Regions from separate parts of the Xenopus laevis genome. Here region 2 is linked to region 1. A link is a contact called in public Hi-C data. All regions are on one chromosome and are shown on one strand. The core of a region is the stretch at or near the end of the contact, and the rest is flanking DNA. Distances in the headings are between cores, read along the strand shown. Region 1 holds the start of myc.S (MYC proto-oncogene, bHLH transcription factor S homeolog). Region 2 has its middle 57 kb from the start of LOC121395181.

Region 1 (4,631 bases), core at 1,036-3,535:
CTGGCGCTCCAGAACGTTGTGCGTCTTCCTCTTGTCGTTCTCTTCGGAATCCGAGGACCTGGGACTGGCGCACTTGCTGTTGTTGCTGATCTGTTTGAGGACCCGGATGTTGCTTTCTAGTTTCGCCCTTTTGGAAGAAACATAGTCCACTTTGGTCGAGGGAGACGCCGCGTAGTTGTGTTGGTGAATGGGAACGTGACACCGCTTCAGAACTAAAGGGCTGTAGTGGGGTCGGGAGGGCTGCGAATGAGAACTGGATTCCACCCGCTTGGATGCCGACTGCCTTTTTTCTACTGTGACAACGTCAATCTCCTCTTCCTCGTCGCAGTCTTCATCCTCATCTTCTGGTTCCTCTTCTGAAAAAGAGAAATTAAAAAATAAATAAATATAACTGCAGGTTTCTATAAAAGAAAGAAAGCAGCAGATCTGGGAGGAGCATTACGTTATATTTCTCATACATTGTTTAATATGAGGCTTCACACTGCAGTGTTAATTAAAGAAAGAAGAAAAAAAAAAAAAAAAAGGGGGGGGCAGGAGAGTGGTTCTTAGAAAGCATTCGGTGTCTGCCTACCCATAGAATCCTGCTTGAACCTCTCTCTCCTGACTAGCAGAGCCCCACCCACCTACTGCTGCAATGCTGCAGATCTGCCGGCATTTCACCGAGATAAGGACAACTTTCACTGAGCTATGACAGTTTGTTAAAGGGAGGGGTGTGGGACCTGACAGTATAACACATGCAACTCACTAAAGCTGCCGGGTCGTTTGCCAGCAAGGCAGGGAGAGGCAACACAGCAATTAGGGGGAAATAAAACGGGGGGAGAAAAAAAAAAAATTCGGTATAAAAACCATCAGCTTACCAGATTCACTGCTGCTGCTGTTACTGCTGATGGGCGGTGTTTCCAAAATGAGATCTTGGCAAGGAGAGCTGGCGTTGGAAATGCTGTCGTTCAGTGGGTATGGGAAGACCACTGAAGGGTCAACACAATCCGAGCTGGGGTCCTGGAGAAAACCATGGCTGCTCCTGTGGGTCCCTCCCAGACTCAGGCTCCCATGACACGAGGGAGACTTAAGCGGGCTCGGTGGTGGTTGACTCTGACACGGAGAAGAAGAAGACAGAGCACTCTCTTTCCTAGAAGCCTGGTAGGACGCCAGCTTCTCAGACACCACTTTCTCCAGCTTGGCCGCAGCCGAAAATCCACTCCACATACAGTCCTGTATGACGATGGACTTCAGCAAGGCTTCGTCATCCGCCTCGCAGATAAAGCTCTGGTTGACCATGTCCCCTCCCAGGAATTCGGTCACCATCTCCAGCTGATCAGCCGTGGAGGGGAAAAGGCTGGACTGGCTGGATCTGCGGCTGGGTGACAAGGGCGGGGTGGGGAGCAGCTCAAACTTCTTCCAGATGTCCTCACTGGGGGCCGGCGGCTGCAGTCGGCTTTGCTGGTGGTAGAAGTTCTCCTCCTCCAGAAAGAAGAAGCAGGGCTGCAAGTCATAATCGTAGTCGTAGTTCTTGCTGGGAAAATTGGCATTAAGAGGCATCTTTCCTGCCATGCGATTGGTCTCCTGCAAGAAGAACAGAGCCGGCATTATACAAACGCTCTAACACAAGAGGGAGGGCACACACACACACACTCAGGCGCAACGACTATTACACATGGTTTAAATACCTTCCCTGCCGAGACCTTTAAACCCATAACCTGTGGCTCTCCCGGCTGCTCCTGAACTACAGTTTGTGAGCCGGGCCACTTGTAGTCCACCGGCAGCCGGGAGAGCCACTGGTCCTACGTGACTGGGGATTCTGGGAATTGTAGTAGAAGACAAAAAACTGCTGCCATTAAAAAATGATCAAAATCTGAACTCCATGAGCTAAATATTAGGGACATACCATTCCTACAGCGTGGGGGGGCAGGGTGAGAGTAAATGATAAAGGGGACAGGGAGATCCCCCCCCTATTTAAGGGGCTGAAAGTCCAACAGGCAAAGCTGCAGCTGTCAGTGCGATTAAAAGGTTAAGAGTTAAAGTGTCAGACACAAGATCCAGTGGGGACGAGGCTAAATGCCCTTCCCTGAGGGGGGAATCGACATGGCAGCCCCACCAACAGCTCCTCGTCTCCTGCCAGTAAAAAGCAGGGGGAGAAGACTCCATAGAAAGTAAAGAAGAACAAATCCAGGCGCAGCCGATCCCTCACAGAAGAAGCCGCTTCCTTACCCGTCTAATCCCGGGATAATACGAGTCCAATATTCCTTTGGTCGCGTTTATAAATCCACAGGCTGCCTCTCCCTTGTCTCAATAGCGTTGTCTTTCCCACTACTACTCCCTCCTCCTGCCGCAGCAGCTGCACCACACACTTTCCTGCTCGCTCCCCGCACACAGACTGGCACAGAAAAAGCTCCGACTGAGCCTTATATAGCGCCGGTCTCCCGCCAAATCGCGCACTCCTACACTGAGGCTTCTTTTCTCTATGGAGCTGAGGCAAGGGGCGGGGCTAAGGGGGCGGGCCTCACGCTCATCTGTCCTTCCAACTCCGTGTGTGGCTCGTACTAGTATCACTGAGGTACAGGGGAGGGCTGAGCTCACAACTGAGTCCTTTTAACTCTTCCACTGACATTTAACTCTTTCAGCGTCACTTCACACGTCTTGTCGAGGGAGGATGTGAAGCTCTTTCCACAATGCAAAGCCCTTTTCTTCTCAATAGAAATAGCCACACTAGCCTGGCACCCCCCCGCCTCTTTAACAATTCAGTGCGCCGCCCGCTGCTTGGAATCTACTATGTTACCCGGAGAGGGGGGGTTTATAGGGACAACTGACAGGGACTGGATCATGTATGTTAAAGGGGCTGCTCACCTTCAAATTAACTTTTAATATGATGTAGAGAATTATATTCTGAGTCCATTTGCAGTTGGTTTTCATTATTTGTAGTTTTTCACTTTTTTTTTATTCAGCATCTGTTCGGCAATCTGGTTGCTAGGGTCCAAATTCCCCTAGCAACCAGGCATTGATTTGAATAAGGGACTGCAATATGAATAGGAGAGGCCTGAACAGAAATAAAGAGCAGCATTAACAATAAATGTGTAGCTTTACAGAACTTTGTGCTTATAGATGGGGGTCAGTGACCCCTATTAAAAGCTAGTACGATGAATAAGCCAAATCATTAAAATTCTACAAAAAAAAAAAAATTAACGCCAATTGGAAATGTGCTCAGCATTGGCCATTCTAGAACACACTACAAGTTAACTTAAAACGGCGAAGAAGACAACGGAACGGGCAAATAAACATGATTCTAAGCAGCTTCCCAGTAGCCATTCATTATACGCACTACGCTTTAATAGAAATGCATGTACATCGGAAAGCTGCTTAGAATCGTATTAGAAAACAAAACTTTTTTTTTTGGGGTGCAGTTCCCCTTTAACCGACCCAGAACTTTAAAATTTCCTAGAAATTGAGCATTAACTGCTTTTTTTTGTGGCACAGGGAAGGCAAACATAACCAGGTGTGATTGGCTGCTGAGACTGGGGCAAGTGGAAGCCACAATGGGAACAGACGACTGACTGTCAGTTTGGGGAGAGATGGCAGATAGGACACTCAGAGGCTTGTAGTAAGAGCTGGAGGTCAATAAGGAAGGTGCAGTCAGTCAGTATAAAGGGGCCACTGGTCCACCCTTTGGGGCCACAGAGAGGGAGAGAGTTATCAGCTGAATGTGCTTTGTCAGTGGCTGAACTTTCACTGGATTCTCAGCACAGAGCAGTCCAATGGCATTTCTAAGAAACACAGCGAGGAGGTGCCAGATAAACGCTTTCTGCAGCCGCCACTTTCTCTCTTACTCTGCAACTGTCACACCTTAACCCTTTCCTACCCCCCCCAGTGCCCAGCCTCCCAGGTTACTGGAGGGAACAAATATATATATTAAAATAATGGGAACACAAACAGGGGAACTCAATCGCTTCTAATGTGCACTTGGTCCCTAAGGTGTTCTAGTAGTAGTGGGGGGTAAGGATTAGGGCTTCTAATGGGTGAAAGGCTTAGATCAGGCCAGTAGGTTCCTTCCATAGGAATACATATAATATTATACATCATCAGTCCCTGGCCCAGAAGAGCTTACACTCTAAGGTTCCTATGCCATTTACAATAATCGATTAGACCAGGAGCCAATTAACCTTCTCATTTCCATCTGACCGTCTATATGTATGCAACCGGCTCTGCAGAATCTGATTATTATAAAGAACTGTTCTGTGCTGCTGTGACTTAAGTAAACGTTACCGGGACCCCACAGCAGACTCATTTTAGGGCCCCTCTAGGACATATTATTTAGGAGGGGACCCCCTTTACCCCCTGACCCCCCACCCTGGCAGTCACAAGTTCAGGTTCCCCTATAGTTACACCTCTGCTGACTCAGGACATGACAAGGGGTTACATTTAATGATTCATTAATATTCATTAAGTTAATGATTCTCCCGTTACGCTTCGATGAAAAATGTGCGAATTTCCCGTGGAATGGTGAAAAATTAGCGAAACTCGAATTTTGACACCTGCGTCAATTTTGGCGTTAAAGTCAAGGGGCGTCCGAACTGTGTTGTCGCGACTTTTTCTGACGCCCGTCAGTTTGTGTTTTTTTGACTCCTGTGAATTTTCCC
Region 2 (4,936 bases), core at 1,845-4,344, 540 kb before region 1:
GGAAGCGGCAAGGAAGAGCCCTTTGTTAGAATCAGTGTAGGAGGATAATCATTATCATATAATACCCTTGTTACTTGTAAACATGTTAACCGGGAAGTGACATTGGGAGCTGAGCCCTTTGTTTACCCCTATACTGTAATAATCAGAAATGGAACTGGAACAAACAGTTCATCAGCAACATGGGATCTCGGCTGGGTCATGAACTTCACCGTCCTCCACTCATACTATTCCATTAGAAAAAGGTTATATTCGGAAGTCGAAAATGGGAGATTTCCCCAGTTATTTTTAATGAAAGCGACTGCTAACTATATATATATATACATTTAAATTTGCTGTTATTATCTAGTGCTGAGTTAGCTGCACACCAAGGGAAATGAGTTTGGCATAAGGCCAATACAAAGCATTTAAAAAGAATTAAACGGTGCAACTTCTGGACAGCACTAACCCCATTTAAAGGGGTTGTTCACCTTTGAGTTAACTTTTAGGGGCAAATTTACTTTGGTGGAATATCGAGGGTTAATTAACCCTCGATATTCGACTGTCGAAGTTAAATCCTTCGACTTCGAATATCGAAGTCGAAGGATTTAGCGATATTCGTTCGATCGATCGATCGATCGCCAGGGTAACTCCTCACATTGAGATTGACCCCTGATGATAGGTTCAGGGCTAGCTCACACTCATTGTTGCAGTTCATCCCACAGGGGTTCAAATGGGTTGAGGACAGGGTTCTGGGCAGTCAAGTTCTTCCATTCATATCTTAGCAAACCCATTCTGTACAGACCTGGCTTTGTTCATGGGGGTGAACTAAAACACACTGAAGAAGAACCATAGAATGGTCAAGAAGGTCATTATACCATGTAGCCTTAGGGTTTGTATTCAGTGAAACCAGTGACCTTTGTCCAAACCATACAAAACAGGCAGAGACCATTATTCCTCCTTCACTAAACTTTACTATAAGCATTATGCTTTACCTTCCAAACCTAGACTTTTCCACCACACTCAATAAATGCCATTTATTACCCCCAGCTCTTGTTATTGCACATGGTGATGCCAGGTTTGTTTGCCACTGATCACCAATAAAATCCCCATGCTCCCTAAAAGTAGTTCTTCGACTGACATTCCTAAAAAATCCAACTGACTGGACTGCTATAGCAAAGCCAGCAAAGGTATTTCCCCTGTACAAAGCACAATCCAGCAGGAACAGCCCCTACTTTTCTCATAGAGAGAATACTGTAAATAGCTCATAGTGAGTACAGTAAGCCATAAGCATACGTATTCCTCAATACTAATTACTATTAGTAGGAACGGCCCTGTAAGACTGCTTATAGTTAGTGAGGGAATTTATTTGCCAGGCATGGATCTGGGCGAATTTTCACATTTCGCCACCTGCAAATTGTTTTTGCGAAACAGCTGCGAACATTACCCAGCGAAGAAATTCGCTGCAACAAAAGAGTAGATGGTATAAAAATTGTTGCGCGTCAAATTCATTTTGACGTCCATTGACTTTAATGCATTTGGACAAAAAAAGTTGCAAAAGTAAAAATTGTCAAGCACATAAATATTGTCTCACGTCAAAATTATTGACTTTAATGCATTTGTACAAAAAAGTCGTGCATGCAAAAACTGTCACTCCTGGAAAAATAATTTTGACGCCCATTTCCAATAGCGCAAATTTTTCGCAGTTTCACAAATTTTTACTGTGTTTTGCGAATTTTACCGTGAAATGGGACAGATTCGCCCATCACTACTTATAGTCTGTACCCCCAAAACATGAGCATGTCAGCATTCCCCTAATCACAATCACAATTTAGGGTAGGGGTTACAAGACATTTTTTTGGATTATTCCTCTCTTTTGTTATGCACCATTTGTTCAGCACCCATCAGAGCCGGGCCAAGTGTTATTGCCACTAAAGGTTAATTGGACCAACTCCTGCCAATCAGCCCTCCCCCTGCCTTCCTGCACCTGTAACTCCCCACCACAGTTGCCCCCTTGTTCACCACCATCACTGCTGCCATCAATACTAACCCACTACCTGATCAGAACTGGGCCCCTCTTAATGCCACCTAGGCATGTGCGACCTTGCCAACCCTATTTCTGTCCCTGACTACCCTGGGGAGATCCAAAGACAGCCTCCCCGATGCCCCGCTGATATTTAATCGTGGAGTGCAAAATTTCTGCGTTAAAAAGGGGCTTTTGGCCTCCCCTTGTAACTGGCCAATCGTTGCTGAAGGAGGCAAGGTTCTCACTTGTGACCAGGGCCATATTTATATATAGGTGCCTATATAGGTGCCGAATCCAGTGACGGAGCAGAAGAGGTGAGGGGTACTGACATCACTTCCGCTGAATATGGTGTATGACATCAGCCTATAGGGCACATGACATCAGCGAGTCGGTGACGTAGGGCCATGTTTAGGTCCGATGCCTTGGGCAGCATAAGACCTAAATACAACCCTGCTTGTGACTACCAGATATGGCTTTGTGCCACCTAAGGGGGCTTTTGGCCTCCCCTTGTAACTGGCCGATCAATGCTGATGGAGGCAAGGTTCTCACTTGTGACCAGGGCCATATTTATATATAGGTGCCTATATCGGTGCCTAATCCGATGACGGAGCTGAGGAGGTGAGGGGTAGGGGGTCCGAGGAAGTAGAAGTGACATCACGCGCACGGCGCACTGACATCACTTCCGCTGAATACGGAGTATAACATCAGCCTATAGGGCGCGTGACATCAGCGAGTCGGTGACGTAGGGGCATGTCTAGGTCCGATGCCTTGGGCGGCATAAGACCTAAATACAACCCTGCTTGTGACTACCACATATGGCTTTGTGCCACCTAAGAGGGTGAAAGCCCTACACTTTAGGAACCAAGAATTTAGGGTAAAGTGTCCCAGCTGGTTTCAGGACTTCAATATCGTAGAACTGGATCACTTTAGAGGAAGAGTGACAGAGAAAATGCTGAAGCTTCTCATTAGTCCTCAGCTCTGATCAAGTACCACTAATAACCACATGGGGTCATTCTCCAACAACTGTGTAACAAGTGTGTCACAGACACTTCATCTCAGACACAATGGAGCAGGATTAACCCAGTTTTGTCCTTCTGCAGAGACATTTTTAACTTCCCCCTCCACCTGATGTTATACTCTAACAACTCCAAGCAAAAAGGATGTTAGACAAGTGGAGCCGCAGGCACATCAAGCTGCAGATTTGATTATTATCTCATTTAGAGACACTTGTATTGTTTGACTACACTTCTCAGAATACCCTGTGCACTTTTATCTACAGTTTCCTTCCTCTAATAATGGGGTCCCAGAGACAAATGCCCCCTCAACTCTGACCTAAAATCAGTGCTGAGAGCATGGTGGGGGTGTAATTAAACAAGAGCAATTCTGGCTTGAATTTATATAAAATGGGCAGCCCTGGTAATGCAGGAAGCTAGGGACCCCAGAGAGAAGAGGAGATAAATTCCTTTCATTGGGGATGGGGTCCTCAAGTTGTTGCTAAACTACATATAAATTACATATAAATAACATATAACCTACATATAAAGGCAGATGTGTCCATAGCTCTTCATGCTGCACCTTGTGTCACAATTAACCAATCGCAAGTATGCTTGGCCTTACAATATCAGCATACGCTTCTAATGGTGGCAATACACATATAGATCCGCTCGTTTGGCGATTTCGCCAAACAATCAGATCTTTTCCTGATATGCCGACCTTGAGGTGTACGGCAAATGGGCGGTCGGATCGCAGAACTGCATAAACGAACAGATGCGCCCGTGATCCAATACAATTTTTAGCCCTGCCGATCGACATCTAGCTGACTTTTGCAAGATATCGATCAGGAAAGCCCATCGGAGGGCCCCACACACGGGCCAATAAGCTGCCGGTCTGTCCCGTGTATGGCCAACTTAACGGTCATTTATGACCACAAGCGCAAGTGTGGTTGCTCTAAAATGGATGCAAATGTTGCACTACTATTGGTGCTGTTCTCTTGTGTCCAAACACACTTGTACTTGAGCATATTTGTGTAGAGTAGGGATGCATTAAATCCACTATTTGGGATTGGACCAAATCCCTGAATCCATCCTGAAAGATTCGGCTGAAAACTGAAATGAATATGAATCATAATTTGCATATGCAAATTAGGGACTGGAAGGGAAAAAGTGGAAAAACGTTTACTTCTTTGTTTTCTGACAAAAAATTAAGTGATTTTCCCTCTAATTTGCATATGCAAATTAGGATTCAGATTTGGTTCGGCCAGGCACAAGAATTCGCCAAATCAGAATCCTGCTAAAAAAGCTGAATCCCGAATTTGGTGTATCCCTAGTATAGAGCGCCATTGCATCCTTCCTGCATCTTCTAATGAACTGTACACAAGTGAGACCATGTTGATGGCGAACCGTGGTGTGTGTTAGTTCCCTGGTTTCCACAGTGGGCTGTGCCTAGACCGTAAAACAATTACGCACTAATGCCACTTTAACGCCATGTGCCGGAACTGACGCAGCCCCCATAATATAGGAGCAATCGTGGAGCGCAATTGTATTTGTTTCAACATAGGGTGCAAATTAGTGCGCAGTGCTCAAAAAATGCTGCAAAGATGGCTATTTGCACCCAAAAAATTGCACTTTGCATGCTATTCCGAGTACATAAATGCACCTTTCTTTCTCAATGGTATTTATATGGATGCAAATGTGCACCTGTTTTTGCCCCTATTGCTATGCCTTCTCTAAATGGGGTATTAATATCCTTTAAACTACCACAAGCTGTGGATGTGATCCTTCCCCACCCCCTGGCCTACACCCCTTTCAATTTATTCCTAAATGACTTAACCATACTGTTGGCCCGTTCACCAGTGTATGTAATCCTTCCAGCATGTGCTGAGCCTGAGAACTGCCACGAAAAGGGTAAGGCACCGGCGCTGAACTTGCAGATAAA

The links. Hi-C and Micro-C count contacts between places; a contact is called where the count stands out from the background.
Region 2: a contact with region 1 is called in a Hi-C map of the XL177 cell line, with 4 times the contacts expected there. The contact joins the enhancer-like site here to the promoter of myc.S in region 1. A contact is called at or near these places in 2 of 4 Hi-C or Micro-C datasets (the XL177 cell line and the XTC cell line).

What each region holds. Positions count from the first base shown.
Region 1 is chr6S:127,341,963-127,346,593 of Xenopus_laevis_v10.1, reverse strand. It overlaps myc.S (MYC proto-oncogene, bHLH transcription factor S homeolog), which reads right to left and starts at 2,285. Exons shown (of 3, transcript NM_001085896.1): 1 at 2,209-2,285; 2 at 858-1,563; 3 at 1-356. The coding sequence starts at 1,539.
Region 2 is chr6S:127,878,304-127,883,239 of Xenopus_laevis_v10.1, reverse strand. No RefSeq gene overlaps it. Among protein-coding and RNA genes, the nearest start is that of LOC121395181, 57 kb to the right of the region's middle. Within about 2 kb of position 3,094, at least 1 of the 7 cell types and tissues checked has an H3K27ac peak or open chromatin away from gene starts, as enhancers often do.